Regions from separate parts of the Mus musculus genome. Here region 1 is linked to region 2. The links are chromatin contacts, called in public Hi-C maps. All regions are on one chromosome and are shown on one strand. Each heading gives the region's core, a stretch centred on a gene start, on an enhancer-like site or on the middle of the called end of the contact. The rest is flanking DNA. Distances are from core to core; before and after follow the strand shown. Region 1 has its middle 68 kb from the start of Cobl. Region 2 overlaps Cobl (cordon-bleu WH2 repeat).

The links. A called contact is a pair of places that touch in the nucleus more often than the background predicts.
Region 1: a contact with region 2 is called in a Hi-C map of stem cell-derived neural stem cells, with 3 times the contacts expected there. The contact joins two enhancer-like sites. A contact is called at or near these places in 6 of 39 promoter capture datasets (Sertoli cells, cancer-associated fibroblasts, embryonic stem cells and 2 more), 6 of 15 datasets of contacts at CTCF or cohesin (embryonic stem cells, hippocampal excitatory neurons, liver and 1 more), 182 of 484 Hi-C or Micro-C datasets (the 4T1 cell line, 8-cell embryo, the AML12 cell line and 80 more), 24 of 115 datasets of contacts at active chromatin or transcription factors (PVALB interneurons, astrocytes, cardiomyocytes and 13 more) and 5 of 9 other capture datasets (adipose tissue, embryonic stem cells, embryonic tail and 2 more).

What each region holds. Positions count from the first base shown.
Region 1 is chr11:12,530,300-12,535,025 of GRCm38.p6, reverse strand. No RefSeq gene overlaps it. Among named protein-coding and RNA genes, the nearest start is that of Cobl, 68 kb to the right of the region's middle. Within about 2 kb of position 2,530, at least 73 of the 459 cell types and tissues checked have an H3K27ac peak or open chromatin away from gene starts, as enhancers often do. A contact at or near this core is called in Sertoli cells, cerebral cortex, craniofacial prominence and 4 more, where this site is marked.
Region 2 is chr11:12,371,625-12,376,158 of GRCm38.p6, reverse strand. It overlaps Cobl (cordon-bleu WH2 repeat), which reads left to right. Exons shown (of 15, transcript NM_172496.3): 4 at 121-349. Among named protein-coding and RNA genes, the nearest start is that of Gm30596, 11 kb to the left of the region's middle. Within about 2 kb of position 2,853, at least 113 of the 459 cell types and tissues checked have an H3K27ac peak or open chromatin away from gene starts, as enhancers often do. A contact at or near this core is called in Sertoli cells, cerebral cortex, craniofacial prominence and 4 more, where this site is marked.

The DNA of each region.
Region 1 (4,726 bases), core at 1,281-3,780, 160 kb before region 2:
TCTCTCTCTCTCTCTCTCTCTCTCTCTCTCTCTCCCTCTCCCTCTCTCTCTCTCCCTCTCCCCCTCTCTCCCTCCCTCCCCCCCTCTTTCTCCCTCCCTCCCCCTTCTCTCCCTCCCCCCTCTCTCTGTCGATGTCTGTCTGTCTGTCTGTCTTGTCTGTATCTGTGTCTGTGTCTCTCTGTATCTATGTCTGTCTGTTATTGTCGTTGTGTATTTATGTATGGTATGTGTCTGTGTGTGACTGTCTGTCTGGTGGTGGGGGAAGTGGTGCTGGTGGTGTGGTGCTGGTGATGATGGTGTGTGTGTGTGTGTGTGTGTGTGTGTGTGTGTGTGTGTGTGTGCATGTGTGGTATTTGTCTGTGTGTGACTGTCTGTATTTATGTCTATGTCTTTGTGTTCTGGGAATTTCACCTAAGATCATGTATATGGTAAGAATTGTGTTACCTGTGAGCTACATGTCTAGGCCATCACACTTTTTTTTTGTATTTGTTTTATACCAAAACAAAGAACTTCAAGAAGAAGGCATTAGCGATATGTTCTCTAGTCATTTAGAACACTGAAAATCTCAAATCTTGTAGCAAATATTGAGGTCATAGTCAATAAGCCCTGTTTGAGCTTCAGCAACAAACACAATCCCTGAGGTTTAGTACTTAACAATTTGCTTTCACATATGTAGGATCTGTTCTTAGCAAAAATGACTTTCATGGCTGCTCCATGCTGTAACTCTGCATGCAGGTAACTTTGATTTGATAGCTCTATCTCCAGTTTCAGTTCATGTTGGCTTGCGACAGCCAGGTATTATAATCCCCCCCATACACATAGAATAGAGGATGACACATACTAACGTAATATTGTGAGACACCATAGATTATGCAGACTCACATTTATCAGCACAACACTAATCACCAAGATTCCCAACACAAAGGAATACAGATGTTGAGAATACAGTGTTAGGTGTAGCACAACTTAATCAGCCCATTGGCCAGAACATGTCCACTACCTCTGACCAGAAAAGCTAAGAAATGTGGCATAGCACCTGAGTATTCTGTGGGAATTAAAGACCAGTGTGACACTGCACAGAAGAAATGGGTGTATGAGCAAGCCATTGGGTAAATGAATAGACTAAGACACTTGTGACTATCCAAAATAATGTTACAATAGTCAAAACTCATTAACCAGTTAGTGTATCTCTTGTCCAAAAGTCTCAAAGATGATTTGACCCATGCTACTGTCTCGCCAGCAAAACGCACGCAGGCCACTCGGATCCTTCTGCAGTACAGCTTTAATACATCTTGAGAGATAGATGATCAGCTTCAGGAGAGGAGACCCAGAGAGCAGAAAACACTTCCCTTATATAGGCTGCGAAGTACTGTTGGAAGTACGGTTGGAGATGTGCACCACCGGGATTGGCTGCCCACCTTCAGCCAGATGACGCCACGAGACAGGCAGGGCTCAGGTAATGGAAAGATTCCCTGACGCCTGCCCACCTTTTACTACGAGCAATGGATGTCAGCGCCATCTTGTAACGGCGACTGTGAGGGCGGCTCCTCACAATGATTGACTCGTTGTGTTGATATAAAGACTTAAATAGAGTCCTTTGGGTTCCAACATTCAGTGACTTCCAAATGGCTGTTGGGAGTTATGGAGAAGGATGGATAATTGTTGGTAGTTGGAAAAATAAATAATCTAAGAAACAGAAAAAAAAAAACGGGGAGCACAGAATGTGTCCCTTTGGAGAAAGGGGAAAGATGAAGGGCGGAGCAGAGCAACAGGCGCTCTCTGCAGAGAACCTGAAGAGTGTTTGCTGAACCTCTGCCTCTGTGTCCCAGTCTTGGTTGGATCCACTGTTTCTGGGCTTAGAATGAGAAGCGCAGAAGTTCCTGGCTGCCTTTAGAGAGACTTTCCCTTTAGGGAAATCAAAGTAACTTAACATAAAGCATTATTCCTATGTCCTTTTGCCAAACAAGCATGAAATACTGGTTTTCCCAAAGCAATGAAAAACTGAGAAATGAAAACAAATCGTTGTGTACTGAACAGATTTGACTATATTATTTAAGCCTCGCTTGCTGCTGAATCCCAAATAGTTGCTCGTCCGAGATCTATTTGATCATTTGTGTGTGTGTTTCTTCTCTACCTATTTAGATGCTCTTTGCACAGATTCAAGTTTTCAGAGACACATGAGACTAGACACTTTGCTTCTCTTTAGGTCTGTGAAGTGTCTATTTCGACCATCCAGTGAGCCCCAGAAGCTGTAGAGCCCTCAAGATTTTCGCACTTTATAGGCGAAGAAGGCACATGGCTCTCCTTGCAGGACCAGGCTTCTGATCTGGAAAGTGATTTGCCCTTGGGCTTGGAAGAGAGCAATAAGGCTTGCTTAGGCAATCATTTACCATCTGTCCGCTGTATGTTGTCTCAGTTACCACTAGATGGAAGCAGATTTGTTTCCAAAGGGTTCTGCAGCAAGCCTTCTTACTGGCTCAAGCTTGGGCAGTCTAGGGAGCTGCCTAGGAAACCCTGCTAGCTGCTCTCAGAGGATTGGCTAAAGCCTTCCAGAACAACCACTCCGTGGCTCACCTTCCTTCTCTACCCTGCCCTCACTGGAGCAAGCAGTCCTGGAAGCCAAGCTCAGACACAAGCAAACCATGCAGCTGACAAGCCACCCCCCACCTCCCACCTCCCACCTCCCACCCCTGCAGAGCCATGCTGTTTCCATGGTGCTGCTCACGCAGGATAGCTTGCTGCCTTTCAGAAACCCTCTGAACTTGGTGCAAATTCTGATGGCCTCAAGGCTTGGGCGTGGTTGTAGTTAACACTGCGATAAGGCCTACCCAAGCCAATGCAGACAAAATTTGTCCCCAAAGATGGCCTCCCACATAATCTCAGCAGTCTCTGCTCCAGCTTTAGGCTCTTTGTAAACTTTATAGCCCTTGTGTCCCTCCCTCTGGCTGCTAACTCCCAACATCCCTTTCCATTTTCTTCCCCTGTTCAGTGTCTCTCTGACTGTCCATCATTTTTGTTTCTCTGAACTTGGCTAGGGTTCACATATTTAATAAAGGGGATAGCTGAGATTTTAAAGCTAATTTCCCTCTCCCTCTCCCTCTCCCTCCCCCTCTCCCTCTGTTTGTGTGTGTGTGTGTGTGTGTGTGTGTGTGTGTGTGTGTGTGTGTATTACTAGGCATTGCACCAGGGCCTTGCACATACTAGACAAATTACATACACAGATATTCTTCAGTTTTGACACCGTCATAGACCAATGATGCCTCTCCTATTGAGATGCTGTTTTAGGCATCTGTAGACTTATTTGATGGGCAGATGAAAACAGGGGCTGTATGTTCTGTGTGCCCACAACAGACATGAGTAGTTGCTCTTCCCTCAGCCCAGGGGAGGCTTCACCCAGCCCAAGTGGCCTCATTAATACATCAGACAGGACTTGATACCACAGTGACTGGCTACTGCAACCTAAAAGCATGTCTCCATTTCTGTAATCTGAAAGTGTTTTAAGCACCTCTGCTTTTAGAAATGTGTTTCTGGTGATGGATTGCCTCATCATAAAACACAGGCAAGTATTTCTCTGCCAGCATAGATTAGGCACATTTTTCAGTGGGTTCCATTCAGACATCAGTCTATTTTAATTGGTCAGTTTAGTAGGCACACATACTAAGCTTAGAAACGGAGAGCAGTGAGTTGGAGAAATGAGGGTATGCAGTTCCAGGAAGTGACAGCTGTCAACGTAGGAAGTATATTAATAAGTAGCGAAGAAGTGAGCTTGTGCAGGAAACAACAGGAGAGCAGGAGAGCTTCAGTGTGTCCTTGGAGGAGATGGAGCAAGGCAAGCATTCTGTCTCACGGTACGCCTGGCACCCAAAGTCCAGCGATCAATGATTTTCAAATTTGTAAGTGCAAGGTCATGTAAATCCTCCTCTGAATATTAGTCATAAGTGTCCAGTCACTCATCATTGGATAGATTGCAGACATCCCACTTGTTACATTGGTTGTCGTCAATGTCAAACTACAGGCTCTGTTCTGTTAGGCTGTTGAGGTATCCCCAGACACCTTTGTTCTTTATAGCTTGTTATTTGACTGTTATTATTTTATTTTCTGTACAGATAATATCATCCATTATTATAAGTTGTGCAGTTGAATAACCCACATTTGAAGAAGCCACAGGGACAGGCACAACAAAACGGCAGTAGCATGGCCCTTAAAAACTAATGCCTTGACCATGGTATCTCTCTTATCAGGTAAACATTATTATTTTACATTGAATATGCACATTCTAGAACAGAGGAACTGAAAAAAAAGGAAAGTGGTTTCCATACAGCAGTCACCCATCTTAGCAGTCTCAAACTGTTCATCTGCCCTTAGATTCAGATTATAATAAGCAATTCCCTAGCACCAGGTTACTGATCTTAAAAACACTTTACCATACTCTTTTAAAGGACAAATATTACTTTTAAAAAGCATATAGTCATTCCAAAGTTATCAATTATCCCTAATACTATCCAACATCTAGAGGATGCTTGGTGTCTCTGAATGCCTTTACTTTTGTATTTATTCCTCAAGTAAGCCCCATGATAGAGCTAGCTGATAATGATTCCTAATGGTCTCTTTGAGTATGGAAGTCTTTATTTCTCTCTCTCTCCATCTCTCTTTCCCGTATCTTTCTCTAAATAGATATGTTGAAGGAAGAGTCATTTCCCCTAATTTCTGAGCCCCTACACATTGC
Region 2 (4,534 bases), core at 1,604-4,103:
GGAAGAAAGATCAGGGGCTGGAAGTATCCTGCCATACCCAATCCTAGAATTGAAACAGAAATTAAAACAATTGCAGGAAGATGCACTCATAGAATTCATATGTCTGGTGTGTTCTTGCAGAAATCTGTACGACTGGTAGTGAACTACCTGAGAACGCAGAAGGCTGTCGTGCGGGTGAGCCCTGAGGTGCCACTACAGAATATTCTGCCAGTCATCTGTGCGAAGTGTGAGGTCAACCCAGAACACGTGATTCTGCTCAGAGACAATGTTGCCGGGGAGGAGCTGGAGCTGTCCAAGTCCCTGAATGAACTAGGGATCAAGGAGCTGTATGCGTGGGACAACAGAAGAGGTGAGACTTGCTACATCCTATATATACCCTGAAGAGCCACATGGTACGTGCCCTGATATGTATGTAGTACCTGGACATAAGATATGCACATAAAACCTGTATTCTGCCCCTGCAGCTGTCAGGAACACTATCTAGAGGTGGGCATGGGAAGCTTCAGGCACCTGGAGTTTTCTGCAGTGGTAAAGTAGGCAGAAGAGTCTAGGTTGTTGTCTTATCCTACAATGCTAAGTATGTCTCTTTCCTCCCATGTCTGCAATGCCTTTTACCTTCTGTCTTCCTCTGAGCTCTAAGAAGTAACAGCTAAGAAAAGAAATGGTAAGGAGAGAGAGTGCACCTTTTGCTGTTACTACTCAAAGACTACTTAGAACATTGTGTGAGCTTTGTTTCAGTTGTCCTTGCTCCCAGGGTTTAGCCACTGCGTGAATCTAGGATCACTTGCCAGAAGCACATTGACCGCCCTCTGAAAGCTCCCAATTCTGGAGATGAGTCCTGCAGACAAATTCTACACTAGTTTCCTGCTAGTGCTGTAGCTATGGTGTGTGTGCCTGTGGGGCTTTCCTGGACAATCATTAGTAGCACCCTTGAGTGGTGGCCCCTGAGAAATGGTGCTTCCTGCTAGTGCTGTACCTATGGTGTGTGTGCCTGTGGGGCTTTCCTGGACAGTCATTAGTAGCACCTTGAGTGGTGGCCCCTGAGAAATGGTGCTTCCTGCTAGTGCTGTACCTATGGTGTGTGTGCCTGTGGGGCTTTCCTGGACAGTCATTAGTAGCACCTTGAGTGGTGGCCCCTGAGAAATGGTGCTACAGGGCAGTGTATTTTTTATTTAGATTTTTCTGATTGGCATAGTGGTTTCAATTTTTAGTTAATAATCAGACAAAAACATAATTTATAGTCCTCGATTTTGTAGTTTTAAGATGGACTTTCAGATGTGCTGTGGAACTCTGCCCTTGTGACATAGCTGTGCTATCATGAACTTAGAGCAGCCATGCAGGGACCCTTCCAAGATCGGGCAGACTAACATGACTGCTATGTCATTTGTTATTACTCTCCAGATCAGCTGACTTTAAAAAATATCCAGTCGGTCTTTTATATGTTCTTTTATAGCCTTTAAGATACAGGTTTTTAGATAATTTCTTCTAAAAATGTGTTTTTCCTTCTTAACAAATATATTGTGAGAACAGTGGTCACGGCGTCTCTTATAGTCCAGTCCACACTTTACCTTTCTCAGCCCACGTCTTCCCTGGGGAATCTGTATTCACCCTCTCACCTGACATGGAAGAAAGGAAGTGTAAGGTAGATGGAAGAGCCTCCTTAAAAGAGGATCTGAGAGAATATTGCATCAAGTTCATTGCTGCCGATGCTGTGGTACTTGAGATTGAGTTCAGAGCCTCATGCTTGATCTCCCAACCAGTAGCTCTTAAAAACACCGACAGTGCTCTCAGCATCAGTGGCACAGGCCCAGCGGCTCCGAGTGTGTTTGGTTATGTTTAAATTTGGATTACAGAATATTTTAGAGAAAAAGAAACAAAAACTGTCCCACGTTAAGGAATCTGAGTGAAAGGCTTGCACACTGAGGCCTCTGTTACATACCACGCTTGGACAACAGAAGAACAGAAGTCCAAATGCATCCTGGAGAAGCCATACAAGCTGACCCTCTGTTAAGGAGAAGCCCCACTGCTCCCAGTTATCAGAGACATGGAAGCTGAAGCCTTCAGCAGGGCTACGACTCAGCATAGCTCTTACAATCTACTGGCACAAAGTGAGGCCAATTAGCATTTCAGCTCTTTACGTGAACTAGCTACTCCAAAGACCCTGAGTATACTACTCACTGCCATGACAGCCTATTTCCCTGCCCTGTGGTCGGCAGGCCCCAAGGCCAACTGTATGCCTTTTACCTGTAACATGCCTCTTTTGGTGACCTTGGTTACCAACCATCCTGCTCCATGTCTGTACTTATCCTGCTGACTACCAAATATCTAAGAGAGGAGAATCTTCCAGAGGGTGTCCTTGGGAACCCTTTTCTCTTCTGAAGATGATCAGCAGAACTGCTAGGGTGCGTGTGGGGTGCCCTTGAAAGAGGCTAGGGGGCAGGACTTAGCCTTTTCCTCATCTCTGCAGTTGATGGAGAAAGGGGAGATGGCAGCTAGAGGTTACTGTGCTGTTGGCCAAATGCCTCCACTGTCTGAACACCGAAGGCGCAGCTTGAAGAATTCCAAGGCTCTGCTGCCCTCTGTGCTCACAGCGAGCATAGCAGCCTGTTGCTGGGACTAAGAGACCAGGCCTGGAGGTACAGGCCAGCTCTGCGTATGCCCTTGTCTCTTTTGCGGGTGGTGTAACCTCACACTTGAGGCTGAGGGAGTAGTTAGTTAGATCTTTGGTTTGGGCTGCTGTAGACCTCCAAGTTGTTCTCATTTTCTCGTTGCCTGCCTTTTCCAGTTCTTCTGACCAAAACGCAGTCTGAGCCTTCCCTGAGCTGTCAAGGTACTGTGAGCTCACAGGCTGCACTCTGCATGGCTCCAGATGGGAGGGTGCACGGAAGTGATATGTCTGTCAGACCTCAAAGAAGAGTTTGGCTAGAGGCACTCTGGGGAGGGGAGAGGGCTTGCTGGGTTGATTTGAGGTTATGATTTAAGTTTTTATTTCCCTGGTTTTTTAAAGACAAGAATACCTTGTGTAAGAATTTGCTATGTAACTTTAATCCATAGAAATCGCTGAAACTGTTGACAGAAATTCTATAGCTCAGAATTTCAGGTGAAAGTTATGTGTACAGAAGTAACATCAGTTCCTATTGCCTTGACTTGTTTTTTATTCTTACATTTGTGCTTCCTGCCTAGATCTATCCTAGATGTTATAGAGTGTCCACCAACTTGGGATTGAAACTGACCCTTATCTATCATAGAAATATAGGTATTCAAAGGGTTAGTTCAAATTTGGCACACTCATTGAGCAAATCTCTGCTATATACATGTGCATGCCCATATTCGTGAAGAGGTAGCTACATATATTTATCTGCACGTATTTTTACAAATTTGCATAAGCATATATGTACAAATATATACACAGGTGAATTGTGAGTTTAATGAGTCCTTTAGACTTTTCACATACCCATATAGGCATGTATATATATATATATATATATATATATATATATATATATAGGCATGTTTATATATATATATATATATATATATATATATATATATATATATATAAAGGCTAATATCCTATGAGTTTTTATATTTGACAGAAAGTTTGTCATTTTTCTAAAGTATGTGATAGCAGATTTGATTTTTTTTAAATAAAATAAATGAAAGAAACTGCAGCATTTGCATGGATGGCAGTCTGCTATGGATTGCCTGAGTGCCAGAGCTGAGTGGCCCCATTTACCAACCCATAGCCAACCTGCCTCATCAACAGAATTTCTCACAATGTCCCTTAAGGAACACCATTGTCTTGAATAGGGCACACACATACATAACCACTGTAGCCATCCTGGGAGATTCTGCTTGGCGATTTGGGCAGTTAGGGGCTGGGGAGAAGTGAACTTTACTACCACTTCCTTTATTCATGTCTAGAGTCTAGTGATAGTGCACCTTACAGATAGATAAGCTATGATGATAATGGCCACTTGGACCACGTGAGAAGGGAAGTCCCACCTGTTCTCTACCAGGGACTTGTTTAGTGACCATGGAACTGCCCAGATTCCACTTTTCCCATCTAGACCAACAGCTGCGTTGGACTTCTACCTTCTCCATCTCTGTTGCCACCCAACTTACCTTCATTATCATCCCCATCACTTTAATGCATCCAAATTGGAAGTGCTTTCTTGAAGATTAAATGTGAGCCTTGAAAATAAGTGTCGTGCTACCACGCGTGATCATTCATCTTAAAGCACATGCTCTCTAGGGAAATCTATGTGTCCATAGCTTACTGCCCTGGTAGGACAGCCTCGCTGTCTATGAAGGCTTAGCCTGATACCAATGAGAGATCTTTCTTGCTTTGTTCTCACCTTACTACAGTGTTTACCTAGTATCAGGAACCTCTTATATAGCTCTGTTCAATTCATAGGCAAAGCCCTTAAAAATATATTATCAACTTGAGGCCTAGGCCGGGGTTGGGAAACCTGAGGCCCTACTGCACCATACAGTTGCTAGTTGAGCAGGAGAAGTCACCTTTCCAAACAGT